Linked DNA regions of Sus scrofa: region 2 is linked to region 1. A link is a contact called in public HiChIP or PLAC-seq data. All regions are on one chromosome and are shown on one strand. Each heading gives the region's core, a stretch centred on a gene start, on an enhancer-like site or on the middle of the called end of the contact. The rest is flanking DNA. Distances are from core to core; before and after follow the strand shown.

What was found. HiChIP or PLAC-seq counts read pairs in DNA pulled down with a chosen protein or histone mark.
Region 2: a contact with region 1 is called in an H3K27ac HiChIP or PLAC-seq map of skeletal muscle. The contact joins the enhancer-like site here to the promoter of DDX6 in region 1. A contact is called at or near these places in 3 of 5 promoter capture datasets (fetal liver, fetal skeletal muscle and liver), 13 of 47 Hi-C or Micro-C datasets (alveolar macrophages, blood, embryonic fibroblasts and 5 more) and 2 of 2 datasets of contacts at active chromatin or transcription factors (alveolar macrophages and skeletal muscle).

The regions. Positions count from the first base shown.
Region 1 is chr9:46,060,186-46,067,911 of Sscrofa11.1, forward strand. DDX6 (probable ATP-dependent RNA helicase DDX6) reads right to left here and starts at 3,072. Exons shown (of 13, transcript XM_021062947.1): 1 at 2,959-3,072; 2 at 1-259. LOC106504894 (proline-rich receptor-like protein kinase PERK2) reads left to right here and starts at 126. Exons shown (of 2, transcript XM_013979478.1): 1 at 126-131; 2 at 2,405-3,202. The coding sequence starts at 126. The coding sequence ends at 3,202.
Region 2 is chr9:46,156,225-46,163,950 of Sscrofa11.1, forward strand. It overlaps BCL9L (B-cell CLL/lymphoma 9-like protein), which reads right to left. Exons shown (of 11, transcript XM_013979456.2): 5 at 1,387-1,772; 6 at 570-689. Among named protein-coding and RNA genes, the nearest start is that of BCL9L, 15 kb to the right of the region's middle. Within about 2 kb of position 3,772, at least 57 of the 83 cell types and tissues checked have an H3K27ac peak or open chromatin away from gene starts, as enhancers often do. A contact at or near this core is called in alveolar macrophages, fetal liver, fetal skeletal muscle and 1 more, where this site is marked.

The DNA.
Region 1 (7,726 bases), core at 1,822-4,321:
AGATGTCTCTTTCAAAGTTCAAAACTTTTGAAAGTCAGTAAAGAAACTGTAATAACAGTTTATTAGGCTCTCCAAAACGAAGAGATAAATATAAGTCTTGCTCAATATATGAGTCCTTTATTGCAATGCAGGCAAGCACCTGTAAGTCTCTGAACAGTAAGCAGCAGTAACTTGCTCTCATGCACCGAATCAACTCTTTTTTTTAAAAAAAAGCCCTCTAACAAGGTTGAGTTATATATCTGAATTCGCTCAGTTCAATCTGAAACAAAGAAAAAAGTTAAATTAACAAATGTAAAGTTAGAAAAAGCTTTTTTGTTTCCTTTTTAAAGAACTCAAAGAAGCACTCCCTTTTTTAAAGTTGAAGATTTAAGAACACAGCTGCACTTAGACCAAATCACTAGCCAGGCTAGAAACACAAAAAGATGACCTGCCTCAAAAAACAAACCTGCACTGAAAAGTTCAAAGCAACACAGACATCAGGTAGAAATATACTGTGATTAAATCAGCATTAGTTGGCAAGTGATGATCTCTTCCCTTCAGTTTCCTCCTAGATGAATTAAGTCCCTGACACCTCTAAATGTCAATGATTCATTACACTCAATTACAACTCAATGAAGTGTCAGCACAACTTAATGTAAATCTACATACGAACAAGGCAATTCATTAATTTTTTTCTATTTCTGACGGTAAGAATACTTGAAGAGTTGAGCTTTTGACTTAATTTTATGCTTTCAGAAAAACCTATTTATGCCCTTATAAATTGCAACCACAGAAATTAAACTTTATAAAGAAAAATGCATTTCTTTTTCCTTTCTAAGTTTTTGACCCTTAAAACAATAACTGAAGCAGTCAAGGGATATAAAATGTATACACTTTTGCTTGAAAAACAGCCAAGAAAATCTTTAGCTACATTAATTAAATCTGAATACTACAAAACTGGTATAATTTTTAGTATAACACTTTTCAAAAGGCATATCCCAACTTGAAATAGCACTGCTTTTAAATTACAAAAACACAAAAAGGAATTTACTTCTATTAAAAAAAAAATCTGTGAGAGGCTAAAAACACTAGTAACTTTGATCAAACTCTCCAGGAAACCCAGAGTACCAATTAATAGTTAAATTTTAAAAAACTATTCCCCAATCAAATTATTTGTAAATAAAAACTTAATTTAAAAGCCAGGCAGAAAAAGCCAGAAAATAAAGGCCTGTTTGGTTTGTCAACTGCTTTAAATGTTTTACCAAAAATACACTAGCTTACTAGTTAATGTTTTCTTGCCATATACCGAGATTTCTCAAACTATAAAATCTTTTAAAATACTCTTTGAGGTTTTTTTTTTAAATAAAAATCAAGCTGCTCAAAAGCAAATCTTGATCATCACATACACAAAGCTGTCTATTTCCACGTCTCCCAAGAAGCTGAAAGTCCTCTTAAGCAGAGGGTGGTTAACAGCCACCTAATTTCAGTTCAAGGTAGTAAGTGGTTTCCAGTATTGACAGGTTTATATTATGATCAGCAATACCAGCTACTTCACACCAGAAGACTGGTTTGCAAAGCACTAAGAGGATGAAGAAGGCAACCTCTAAAGATTAAATGATATCATCACTGTCCATTATACACACAAGACCTTCTATCTTCCTATATCCAAAATGTGACTATGTGATAACTGCTCCCCTCTTAATTAAGCTAAAGCCTGCACTGCAGCTTTATGTCTCAGGAAAGGAAATATTCCTCCTACCCTTTCTCAATTTAGATTTGCAAGTTATATTTCTACATTTTCAAAAATACGAACGACACACAGACTAGTTGGGAGGAGCCCCTAGCGGAGTTAATTACAGCACTTTCCAGATCGTAGTTAGCAACTGACAGTTTCACACGCCAAACTGTACCGTCATCTCCAAAAAGACCTTTTGTTTGCAAATGCAGCGCAGTTTCTCTAAGCTTGGTGTGCAAGTTAGAGTGACTGTTCTATTTTGAAGGGATGAGGGGACTGTCGAAGAGAAAGGGGACTGGGCGATAAGGGAAAGAAACAAGCCAATGATTCGAGCTCCCTAATTGTAGGGAAATCATTTCTTGCTTCTATCTTCTCACCCCCACCCAAAAAAACCCACACACTTCAAGTCAGCTCTCTGGACCCATAAACACAAAAGGGCTGGAGCCCTGCAATCGTATCTGCGCAACAAGAGCAGGGAACCAGCTCCGCGGGTAGGGAACAATAGGGACTCCCCCAAAAAGGCCCCAAAGAGAAACCCTTAAGTCAGAAGGCCTGTTCTTTTCTCCAAGAATCCGGGGCTCCAAGATCACCGCCTTGTTATTGACCTACACGGCCTTACTCAGATCAAACAGCCGGTCCTCTTCCAAACCAAGCTCTCCCGACACCGCATATCCCTGCCGCCCCCTATAGGGCCGCCTTTTACCCAGTAACCTCCACCATCTCCCTAAGTCCTTGCTGCCTCCTACGGTCCCACCTTCCCTCATCTTCTACAAAACTCCTCTGCGAACTTCGCCCGCTCCTTCTCCAGACCCTGTCGCGCACCACATTGCTCCATCCTACTCCTCCCGGGCGCCCCCACCCCACACAGCTGCCGCCCGCCACCCGCCTTCCTCCCCAGGGCCCGGCCAGGCCTCAGGCCTCCACCTCAGACCCCCTTTCAGAGCTGCCGGGGGGCTACCCGCAGCCTCGGCGTCAACGCCGACCTCCACCCCCCCGCCTCACCCCACTTCCCGCGGCTCGAGCCCGAGTCCTACCACCGAGGCCACTCCCGCTCGGCACCCCCGGTCCTTTATTGTTGACTCGAAGCTCCCAAAATGGCGGCCGCTCCTTCCTCCTCGGAAACCTCCGCCCGCCCCCACCCGGCCCCTCGCTTCGGCCTCCTCCCGCCCCGCCCCCGCTCAGCTGCCAGGGCTGCACTGCCGACCAGCCAGCGCCTGCCCGCTCCCGGGGCCGTCCAGCCCTACCTCCGCCGCTGCCCGCGCTCAAGGCGCCGTCGAAGCCGCCGCCCGGACTGAGCTAACTCGGCTCCCCCGCTCCCTGCCCCCCTCCTCCCTGCGTTCTCCGCATGGCGGCCGCTGCGGCTCCTCCTCCGCGCAAGATGGCGAGACTCCGGCCGCCGCCGCAGCTGTGTCGGCCGCGGCGTCTCAGTCTGTCCTGCTTCGCGACAGGACAAATCCTGGCCAGGGAACCTACCCGAGGAGAAAATGAAGGCCTGTGCTTTCCTACGGATCCGGGACTCACGGGGCCCCGGTGGAGGGGAAGTCGGAAGGGAAATACGGCTCCCTTTCTGAAGGGAAAGGAGGGCTGCTCTTTCTACAGCTGAGGAGAAATGATAGGGGAATGGTCGCTGGGAAGGGTCCCCCTAGAGTGGAAATCGGGAGCGTGGGACCTGAGGAGGATCTGCTTTTTCCTGACCAAAGACCGGGTAGCGGCTCGGGGACGGGAGAGCTGACCTGACATCTCCCGCGGGCGAAGGAGGCTGCTGCAGGACCGAGGGGTCGCGTCCGAGCCCCTCCGGCCTCCATCCAGGAACACGCGGAACCAGTAGTCTGGAGGCGCCAGCGCGCGCCGGGGTTTGGGCACCGGAAGGGGGGCCAGCCGGGACCGGTGCAGCGGGGAGAACCCCGGGGAGCGCGCGGGGCTGGGGACAGGGGGCGCTGTGTCAGGGCAAGCGGGGGGTGGGGGAGACTGTAGAGGCGGATCTGGCGCGGGGGTGTTGGGATGCTGAGTAGCCAAGGTGCGACCACGGCCGGAACCCGGAGAGCGAGCCTCAGGAAAGAGAATGGGACACTGGGGCAGCGATCCTCCTCGCTCTGCTCCAAAGAGCAATTCTCAGAGAGGGAACCAGGGAGGCCTAGCCTCTCCCAAAGGAAAGAAACACTGAGTCAGTTATTATAGGAATAAGAGCTCTGCACATAAATGGGGAACCAGAAGACCGAAGGCGACTCCCTTTCCAGATTGACCCTCATCAGAAAGATAATTATGTATTTATACCCATAAATATTTTTCACATCTGAATGTCTCCGTTTATCCTTAACAAAAATAACAGGAATGGACTCTTGTTCCAGGTAAAACAAGAACTGGAAGCTAGAACGTTTAAGTTAGGTCCAGGGAAAATATAAACCTGGGTCTCACCCAGCTGAGAGACAATATACAGGGCAATGACCAAACCATGTGTTGACGACCCTCAACTTCTGCTTCCAGTAGCACGAGAGGCGAAACCACAGCCTCTGCAGTGACGGAAGGGGCAAAAAACTTCGTCGTTGACTGCCAGCTTCCCGAATTTTTGCCCCTGCTCCCAACTCGGGACCAATCAGAGAAAGCCAAATATATTCCCTCAAACCAATCACTTAAGATGCCCAGTTTCTAGTTAGCCCGCCTCCAGCTACCCCGTGTTAACAACCTCCAATCAGAGCATACCCTGAAGCTTTACCGCCGCCCCCTGCCCTTTTTTTTTAATTTAATTTTTTTTTTTTTTTTTTTTTTTTTTTTTAAACTGCCGGCCTCTAAGTCTACCAAACTAAGAGAAGGCGGCTGGCTCCCTTGTTACAGCAAGCTTTGAATGAATAGCCTGTTCTCATTGGTGGTCTTCGTTTATTTTATTTCCACACAGCCTAAGGAAAGGTGGTAGAGAAGTGTGAAAAAGCTGTTCTTGAGATTTTTTAATTCCCTTTAATTTGTTCATCTAAATTTGTAGTATGTGGTCTCCCACCCAGCTTTTAAAACATCCACTCATTTAAGGGAATAACTGGCATCTTGTGCCCATCCCGGAGAAAGAATGGCTAAGTGGTTCTTTAAGAAAATGTTGAAGTATGAGGCCTCACTGTCTTTCCAAGTAGCAGGAATGTGAAGGGGAGGAGAGCAAAAAGGGAGTGGGAGGGAGGAGAGCCTAGGGATTTAAAACAGGCCACAGCCCGCTCAGGTCTCTTTCCCTAGACCGCTCAGACCAGCCAAAGGAAAGGGATGTGTTCATAAATAAACTGTTACCTTCAAAGGGGGCCTGACTGAGGTCTTGACAAAAACCAAAAGTGAGGTGCCATTTCTTCTGCAGCCAAGAGCAGAATATGAAATAGCTGCCTATTCTCACCTAAAAATCTGCCAGGGTTAAAACCTTTCAAGAGTCTGCATAATATTGTTATAAGATTGTCAGATATCCCTCCAGTTTGTTTATGTCAGCCCTTTTCAGCTTTCCGATGAGAAATATAGATGATATAGAATTAAACTATTAACCCTTGGCCCTTTTCTTCTTGGTTCATAGATCCGGTGGTTGATAGATCCAATTCAACTATCTCAAGATCTTTTTTTCTCCCTAGTTCAAACAGATTAATAAGAACAGTAGAAAAATATGACACAGGTGAATTATTTGATAGTGCACGTAGTATCTTTATAAAATGTTTCTTTCAAGTATTGCATGAGGAGTTCCCGTCGTGGCTCAGTGGTTAGAGAACCCAACTAGTGTCCATGAGGACTCAGGTTCGATCCCTGGCCTCGCTCAGTGGGTTAGGGATCCGATGTTGTGACCTGTGGTGTAGGTCGCAGACGAGGCTCGGATCCCGAGTGGCTGTGGCTGTGGCTTAGGCCGGCAGCTACAGCTCCAATTGGACCCTTAGCCTGGGAACCTCCATATGTAGTGGGTGTAGCCCTAAAAAGACAAAAAAAAAAAAAAGCATTACGTAAATCTTTGACCACATTGAGTGTAATAGTTCAGGTGAACTGTGGTATATATGGTTTCTAGAGGGATAGGTTTCTATCCCCAGCGAAGTCACCTGATAATTGTATAATTGTTGTAAAATGTTTCCCAAAATGTATTGGTCATTTTTGGTCTATTTAGGGCCGCACCTACAGCATATGGAGGTTCCCAGGCTAAGGGTCTAATTGGAGCTATTGCTGCGGGCCTACACAAAAGCCACAGCAACGCCAGATGTGAGCCATGTCTTCGACCTAGACCACAGCTCATGGCAATGCTGGATCCTTAACCCACTGAGCGAGGCTAGGGATCGAACCCACAACCTCATGGTCCCTGGTCTGATTTGTTTCTCCTGCGCCATGATGGGAACTCCTGTATTGGTCATTGTCATTTTGTTTTTAGTCACTCTCAATTCTCCTGTCCTACTTTTTTTCAACTAGATGCTGTTAGCTAAAATGTTTGGCCTGGATTGTTGCTGCCTCCTAGAGATTCTGTCTATAGGAAAGATATCTTAAAAAAGATTCGTAAATGGAATTGAGATTTTCAGTAGCTCTGTTTAAAACACGCAGGACTCTGTGTGTGTGTGTGTGTGTGTGTGTGAATGAGGTTCGAATAAAAATACTATTTGGAATTTGATCACAATAATGGGTACTCCCCCAGCAAATACTGTTTGCCAGTCTCACAGAGTATCTGTATTTACCTAAAAATAACTAAAAGAAAGAAAAAGAATCACAACTTACACTGATTCATCTTCAATTTATAATATTTAGAATCTAGAATTCCAAGTAATTTGAACCTGGGGAATATACATATGTGATACTATCTTAAAAAACCCAAATGTTTTTAATATGCTATAATAGATTTCACACTTTTGACTTCCTGTTATTTTTTTAAGCAAACATAATAGTTTTTTTTTAACTTAAACTACAAGCAAATGTATTCATTACCTAGAAAAAAATTCACCCACATCTTATCCTCAATAAAATGATTATATCACACCTGGCTAAGTTTTACAATACAACATTTTTCCTCTTTCACAATCAGCAAAATATTTTGATTTTCTAAAAGAAATTTCAACAGATAAAGTTCTTTTCAATATGCTCAAGCAATATCTGGGAATTACTAGCCAAGACTTAAGGCTAATAGGCCCAAGGAGCCAAGTACCATTTTCTTTGGACTTCACAGCAGGTAGAAATTGCCTCTTCAATTTATACACCTGAAGAAAATGAAGCAGCATCAGCCTACTGAGAGCTTGACAAAGAAAGAAATCCTCAGAGAGGTGCAAGTACTGCCCTGAAGTTAATGCATACTAAGCAGATGTATCTAATCACAGAGAGACCGCATTTGGCACATTTTTGTTGCAATAAATGTTCCGCTTCCAGAATAAACTCAAGTTGAAAAATAAGAAAGCAATATTGCAAACAAGGAAGGAAGTGAGTGGGTTAAACACATTTCCCCCAAACTATCAGGTTTTGGTTTACAGAATTTATATTCATCTCCCCCTTCCCGGGTACCACAACCAGCTAGCTCAGCTCACCAAATTTGGCCTCATCAGATCCCAGCATTGTTTGTGTTCTGGTCATCACCCAGAGAATTCTAGCTATTCATTTTGCCTCCTCAATTTTCCCTCCTGTGCACCAGCTACTCATTAACTTGAAAATAATGTATGCTGGTAAGACACTGAAGTCTGGAAGCTAGTTTGTTGTTGTTTTTCCTTTTTCAGCTGCACCCATGGCATGTGGAAGTTGCCTACAGCACAGCTGGATGCTGGATGATGGATCCTTAATTCCCTGTACAAGCTGGGGAATCAAACTGGCAACACCAGAGACAAGCTGGGTCATTAACCCACTGCACCACAGCAGGAAACTAGTTCTTTAGGTATAAATTTAATTTGACCTCCTAGGATCAAAACAGAACTGACACCATCCCCCATGATGCTTTGATGTTCTTGGGTGCTTTCCAAGTTAGGTTAGGTTGCTGATGGGTGATGTTGATAGGGGTCTCTGGCAATCCTATGGAATTGTCGTGGAGTGGGTATGTGCCTG
Region 2 (7,726 bases), core at 2,522-5,021, 97 kb after region 1:
CCCACATGTACGCTGATCAGTGCAAGAATGAGAGGGGTGGGCATCCACCCACACCCACTCCTTGTCCTGGCAATGCAGTCCAGGCACTTGCCACGAGTCAATTAGAGGTTAGGGAAGAGCACCAGAGAGACAGCCAATGTCAGGTCACACCCAGGCTTAGCAAGGCTTTTCGCAGCAGAGCCAACTGTCCTGCTCCCAAAGATGCTGGACCCTCACCGCCCTCCCTCTATTGACCAGTAGGTGGCAGCATAGGCCAGGAATTCAGGGAGGAGGTGTTGGTGGTGTGGCCAGGACAGGCCACCTGAGGTTCAACCTAGCAGACGCCGGGTCCCTAGGGATAGGGGGCCACTGAGCACCCAGAAGGCAGGGACTGAGCTGTCACAGGGCAGGAAGGGACTAAGTCAGAGATATGAGATGGGAAGGGAAGAGCCTGGGCTCCTGACGCTTGTCTGGTTCTTGCCCAGGCTTGGCCCTCTGAGGCCCTAGGTGAGGAGAGGGAAGCTCCCTCAGGGCAGCTATCCCTCGGGGGCACCATAGGCCACAGCATCCTGACAATGATGGGCACTCACTGTGGGTGGCCCCAATGGGCTTGTCGTCCTCCTCGCTGTCTGGTCCTGAGCACCATTCGTCCCCACTGTATGGCTGCTTCCGCTCCAGCACACAACGCCGCTTACTCCGTGGTGCCACCTCTGCCCAGGCAGGCAGGGGTCCGAGTAAGTACCCAAAGTCCTGACCTCCCACACCCAGGGTCCTTCCCAAGCCCAGTCTTCCAGATGCCCCACCCCAGAGGGCACTACCCAGGGCCCGGCGGGCCCTTTGCCAGCCCTTGGCCCCCACCACACCACCATTTGTTTCTGATTTCTCTCTACAGCCCTGCTGCCTGTCTCCCCTCCCCCACCCAGCACCAAGCACAGCCTAATCCCCAACCACGACTGGTTCTAATTAGGGCTGGGGGGGGAGGGGAGGGGGAAGCCGCTGCTACTCTTCCAAGCCCCAGTGCCTGCTAAGTGGCTCCCACCAGCCAGGGTACCCGGAGGTTCCTGGGAGGCGTGTGGGTCTGTTCCTCACCCCAGCAGCCCTCCTACTCCCCCTGAGTGGGTGGGGGGGGTCTGGGGAGAAAAGAGATGAATGAGACTGACCAACCAGAGGTCCCCTCACTCTGAAGCCCCTCCATGGGTGGCACCTAAGGATGCAACATCACCCAATCCTGAGAGCATGGCCAGATGGGCGGGTATGATGGCGCTAAGAGAAAGGTGCCCCTGCATAACTGCTGGAGAGGAATGGGGGTGGGGATTAGGCAAGTGGGGCAGAAAGGTGGTCTCCCAACAAGAGTGGGTCTAGGACCATGGAAGATGTTGGGGTCTTGGGGATCAGAAAATGGGATACCTTTGGCCTCTGAATCCAGAGACGGGGTCCCAGCCTCTCGCTGTTCTCCAGAATCCACAGACACGCTCCGCTCCCTCTTCACTTTGCCCTTGAGCGAGCTGAAAGGGGGCACCCCTGCTTGGGGGTTCTTCAGACTTGAGTTGCTAGGTGAGATCTGGTTGGCCTTGGCCCCATGGTTCCCCGCCCCCACGCCCTTCGAGCCCAGGTTGCAGGTGGGTCCTTGGTTCACATTCTGGTGCTGGGATTGGGCCCCGCCATTCCCTGTCTTGCCATGATTGGTCAACTTATTTTCTGGGTGCATTGGCTTGGCTGGGGCAGGGGGGCAGTGGCCGCGGGGGGACAGCGGCGGGCTCCCTGGAGCTTCTCTCCTCCTGGGGTGGGGTAACCTGGGAGAAGGTGGAAGAGACATGAAAAGTTAATCTTGCTAGGGTTGTAGCAAGCCTGGATTTTAATCGCCCTGTTCTGCCTCTCCTAATGGTAGGGGAGGTGGGAGCTGAGTGGCATCTAAAACCACCAGCCATTCCCTTCCTCCCTCCATGGCTCCTCAGACAAGGGCTAATGCCCTTCTCCACCTTGGGGAGTGAAGATGGGGCCACCCTCTCCACCTCCCAGTCCCCACAATTCAAATGAAAACCAGGGCCTGGTATTGGCAGAATCCAATCCGCCCCCAGCCCCGGCATCCATCAGACTGCAAGCCTCCATGGCAACCCCCCTCCACTAGCACCTGACCAACACATAAGCACCCTCTCTTCAAAGGTGTGCTATCTTCGGACTCCTTCCAAGGTCCCCAAATCTCAACTTCCGTGTGTCCCAACACCAACTGGGAAGGGGCACAGGACCTGAGGGTCACTGCTCATGCCCCAGCCCCATCCCCCTTGGGGAAGTGGGAAAAAGTACACCACAGAGTGGTACCCACTGGTCCAGACCGCTCCCCAGAGCAGGAGGGGATTGCCTGAAGAGGGTCCACCGGCAGGCCTGGCGGACAGGCAGGAGCAGGAGGAAGGGGGGAGGGGACTGGTGTGCGGAGCAGGCTGAAACCAAGGATTCCTGCAGCCTAGGCTGCGGGCCCTTTAAGCTCTAGCCCGCTCCCCCCACCGCCTCCCCCTCCCCGGAGACCTATTAATAGCCGCTGGAAAGATCACATCACGGGAGAGGATATTTATCCCCCCTCATTCCACACCAGCTCAGATTTATTTCAGCTCTGCTGTCCTGCTGCTGCCGCCTGGCCCAGTCTGCCGGCTTCTCCTGGGGAAGGGGAGGGAGGCAGGCGCCGCCCCTCCCTCCGGCTCCCACCCCCAGCTAGACTGAGGCCAGAGGGCGCCATTGGACCCGACAGTGGGGTGGGCGGGGGTCTACTCAAACCCTTTTTAAGAGGAAAGGGTAGAAAGGGACTAGAACAGCAGGCTTAGCTGGTTGCCATTCCCCTCTGTCCCCGGGCACTAAAGCTGTGGGCTCCCGCCTCGCGGCAGGCCTTCCCATTCTGACCCTCCTCTATCCCACCAGCGACCTGGAAGCCAGGTGCCCGGGCGGGGGCGGGGGGGGGGGGGCTCGCTCTCCAAGTCTGCACAGTTCAGCTCCATCGTCACTGGGCCCTTCCCTTCCCCTCACTCCACACACACATCCCGCCCTCCACGACACCCACACACCTTGTCTTGTTAGCCAGGATCCTCATGGCTCCCACACACAGTGGGGCTACGGCCCCTGTGCGTGCCCAGGGCCCAGCCAGGTACTCGGTACTGGATCAGGGACTGCAGCAACAAGCCCCAAAGAGAAAACTTGTGACTTGGGGAGGGGGTGTGAGAAAGGGAGGGGAGACGGGAGGACGCAACCGCCCTGGGACTAGGGAACTGGATAGGGTAGGGTGGGAATGGCAAGGAAGGACTACAGGTCGGGGTCACGATCCTAGCGGCCGGTCCTGTCCCCATCCCTCCCGAACCTTATCCTCCCAGAGCTTGAGGTGTCTAGCAAGGCCCCCCCACCCCGCCCCGGCCACAGGGGCAGAATTCACCACAAGGACAGGGTTGCAAAGGTGCCCGCGTGGGTCGGCCGTAAGGTCTGTCAGCGCTCCCCCCCCCGGGGGGGGTACTCCCGCTCCCAGGTGCGCCCCTCACCCAGGGGCAGTGGGAGGAACCCCTGGCGCCCCGCCCCCCGCGGCGCCCAGCCCCAGGGCGCCCGGGCTGGGAGGGGGCTGGGGGTGGGGGTGGGGCGATGCCCCGCCCCCAGCTCGAGGCCTAGCCCGTGCCCATCCCAGCAGGCCCAGGCGGGCAGCGAGAGGCCTGGCGGGGCCCCGGGGCTGCAGCTGGGCTCTTCTGGAGACCAGTAACGCTGGCTCAGATTCCTCCCCGACCGCAAGAATGCAGAAGCCTCCCCTCCCCCCGCCCCAGCACCCCACCCCGCCCCCTTCGGCAGAGCCCGAGCGGAGAGGCAGAGCGAGCGAGCGAGCAAGAGAGCCAGCGAGCCGGGGAGCGGGAGACGGGCAGGGCTGCAGCGTGTCTCTCTCGGCCCCGCACGCGCCGCCCGGACAGACCCACGGCCAAGTGCGGCGAGGGGCCCGGCGCGCGCCGCGGCGGGGCCGAGGTTGGGCTCGGCGCTGGGCGCCGTCGGGCAGGGGCTCCGGGACCCACCAGCACCCGAACTCTGACTCACACACCCTCGCAGCTCGCACGTGGACGGGGAGACAAAGACACGCACGGAGCCCAGGAAACTAGAGGCGCGCTCCCGCCGGGCCGCGGAGGTGTGCGGGAGGGCGAGGGAGGCGCCGGCCCTAGCAGGAGCACAGAAACAGCCTGCGGCACGTTTCCAGAGGCGGCCAGAGGGTAGAGAGGGAGCGCCTCGACTCACTGTACAGATGAAAAGACTGAGGCCAGGCCACGAGGCAGCCATAGAAAGTTGAGCCTGGTACTCTCAGAGAAATACACACACACACACTTAGATACACCAACAGACTCACTGAAACACAGAAGCCTCACCCTGCTGCCCCCTGCCCTGTCCCCACAGATACCAGTAAGGGGCGGGGGAGGGGAGGAGTCTTGGACCAGGAGCTCCTGTCCAGGGACAGGCCCAGCCAGACACCGGTGCACGTTCCCTCCTGGGCAGCTGGAGGCTAGGCCGGGACCTGGGGGACCTGGGAACCGGGAAGGAGGGAAACACACCAGGGACCCTGTGGGAGTCTAGCCCTAACTTAACTCCGCGGCACGTGGACCTTCCCCGGCTCCCGCTCTGTCTCTGGGAAGGGAGGCTCCTCAAGGGAAGGTTCCAAAGTCCAGCACCTGGCTGGGAAGCAGCCTGCTCCCAGACCCCATCTCCTGCATTAGCACAGGGGAGAGACAGAGCCTGGGTGTGGCGGCAGGCCAACATTGACCTGGGTCCCAGGCTTCCACTTCACCACCTTGCTGATCCTTAAAACTACCAACCACCTACCAGAGAGTATTATTGTCCCCATTTCACAATGAGGAAACTGAGATCTGGGAAAAGGAAGTGATATGCTCCTGCGTCACGTGACCATTACGTGGCAGCACCAAGACCATGGTCCCCCGGTGTTTCCCCTACACTGCAGTGTCCTCCCCGCAAAGCCCTGACTGCTCATCTAAGCCCACGCCAGACAGGTGGGCTTCCCACACATCAGCCACTGGACCCAGCCACCGAGGGGTTGGGGTGGAGCAAGGGACCAGTATTTGCAGCTTCAAATATTGGGACCTCTAATAATTTGGGAAGGGGCTGTTAGAAAATTTGTCCTCTCCAGGGTCCCCAGTCAGGCCAGGGCTCCTCCGCATTAGAATCCTGGAGTCGCCTTCCCCTCTGGGACTCCACCCCCTCGCTCCCACCCAGCGGCAGGACGAGCTGAGTCAAGTACAGGTGAGTCAGGACTTTCCCATCTCACACCTTCCCCCCACCTTGCCCCTCAGCAGTCTGCCCCAGCGCCCAGAGACCCCTCCTCCTCTAGGCAGTCACAGTCGGAAGAGACCTGGAAGGCCTTGGGATGGGAGGCAGGAAGGCTGATTCTCTGTGGGTGTGGTTTTAAACAAACAGAGTGAAGGGGGCTGCCCAGCACCAGGCCAGGAGCCCCTGAGATGGGCAAAAGGAAAGGGATGGAGCTCTGGAAAGAGAGTGCTGTGGTCCCCTCTTAGGGGGTAGGGTGGGGAGCGGTGACACATGCTCACAAACTGGGAGCAGGTGCCAGTCCCCTGAGTGAAAGACCATGAGCAGACCCATGAGAATGGAGCCCAGGAGGCTGCAGAGACAAAGCCTGCCAGAAAGCTTTTGTGGGGGGAACGGGGAGGGGAGCAGTGACCTAAGGGCTAAAGTCAAGTCGACCTGACTTCAGCTGGGGGAGGGAGAGCAGGAAGGCTCTGAAGGATGCCCAGGGCCTCAGCGTGGGACATGCTCAACACAGGACTGCCACAAGTACAACGCACACTAGTGACAATCTGCCTATTTCTAGCTGTCCCCACCTTGAGAGCCTCTGCTTGGTTTACCAGCTAGCCCACCAGACTCATTGCCTAGTTCAAAACCACCCCAAAGAGGCAGTGAAAATGTGGCTTGGAAGGTCCACACTTCCACACGCAGTGTGCAGACATCTCTAGAGAGGAGATGGGCTGCTAGGACCCTCTGTGGTGGCTGAAAGGACAGGAACCTGTTCGGAATCTTAGGGGTGGGATCCTTGAGCCACTGACTCAGGGAGAGGCAGCTCCCAAGACAACAAGGTCCCGAGTCCCCTTTCTCCTGGGTGTCAGGACTCCTCAGTCCCTAGAAGCTCTCCTCTACCACCCAGGTCACTTCCTCTTCCTGAGGTGGTGACTCAGCCGGGTGGGGAGGTCAAGGATGCATAGCCCAGCAGGAAATCTGCTCAGGAACCAAGGTACTGCTCCAGGACCCTCAACGTGGGGACTTCCAGGCCTGGGGGGCCTTCCCCTCACCCTGGTTCCTAGCAGCCCTCCCCCCTCCCCCCCACCTCCTGCCAAAGGAGACCATGCAAATCAACAATTTTTGTCTGGGAGTTTCCAGCCCCACCCCACCTGTAGCCCCGGGGTGGTGTCAAGCAACACCGACCCTGCTGGGACTCGGAAACTCCTGGCCCTGGACCTTCCAGTCTGGGGTGTTTGAACAGGGTGCCTCTGGAGGGGATTCTGCCCTTCTGGAGGCTACCAGGCTAAGTGGCATTGCCTGGACAAGCCTGAGGTCACCTCACTTGGCTCCTGCAGCCAGTGCCCATGTGGCCAGGCCTCAGGAAGCAGTCGTAACCTGGCAGTGGGGTGCCCCCAAAGGCTACTGCCCAGTCCTTAGCTGCTCCCTCCCACGGGGGGGAGGGGGAGGGGGAGGGGGGGCACAAGGAAACAAGACAGGGCAGGAAGCCCAGGCAGGCGCGGGCACTCTAGGCCAGGCACAAACAGCCAACACAGGAAACCACAGCCCACCCCCGCCCACCCCACCCGCCCAAAGCTCTGGGAGAAAGGAGTGCCAAAAGCCTGGTACCCCAGCAGGGGCAAGGGCCAGGGGTTAGCCCGGGGCAAGGGTGGAGCAAGAAGTTCTCCAGTCCTTGCTCTGGTGCTAGACCCCACCTGGGGAGGGGGAGAGGAAGCCAGGCTGGCAGGGAAGGTGCTGCCTCTTTAAATCCACCGAAATCCTGAGCTAGGCCCAACCCAGCTCTGGTTTCACAGGAAGGAAAGGAGCTCAGGAGCCAGTAGGGCAGGCGGTGGTGGCTGGAATTAGCCCCACCGGCCCAAATATATCTGGTCTCCGCCTGCCACCCCACTGGCACTTCCTGCCCCCTGGCACCTGCACCACCGTGGGGGTGAGAGAGGGTCTAGATGCTACTCCCTGCCCTGTGGGACACCCCAGTCTCCAGAGGTGCCCCACTGCTGGGTACACTTGGTAGGAGGGAGGAGGAATCCCAAGCCTGGATTCCCAGGAGGGAGGAATCAATAGGCGGATAGTCTCCTCGGGCCCTCACCTGGCCTCAGTCCTCCGAGGGGTTAATCCGGCCCTTTTTTTGGAGGGGGGCGGATTAGGGGTGGCCCAGGAACCTCCTCCAAACTGCCTGGCGGCTGGGAACAATGGGGCCATTGTGGGAGTTGTGGAGTGCGGGCAGACTGCTGGCACAGGCTGCGCACCATGGGGCGGGACCTCACCCAACGCCCGCCTGCCCTGCCCGATGCTCGCTGGGCTCTCTTCCCCAGGTACTGCCAGCATCAGAGACATCCTCCCAGCCCCCTCACCTCGCCGGCCTGGCCCAAACTCTTGGAACCAGCAGCACCTGGAGGGCCCTGAGCTCTGCCCACGTGGACATCCAGACTGCTGTGACCCTACAGGAAGCAGGGGCACGGGGGCCAGGACGGGTGGG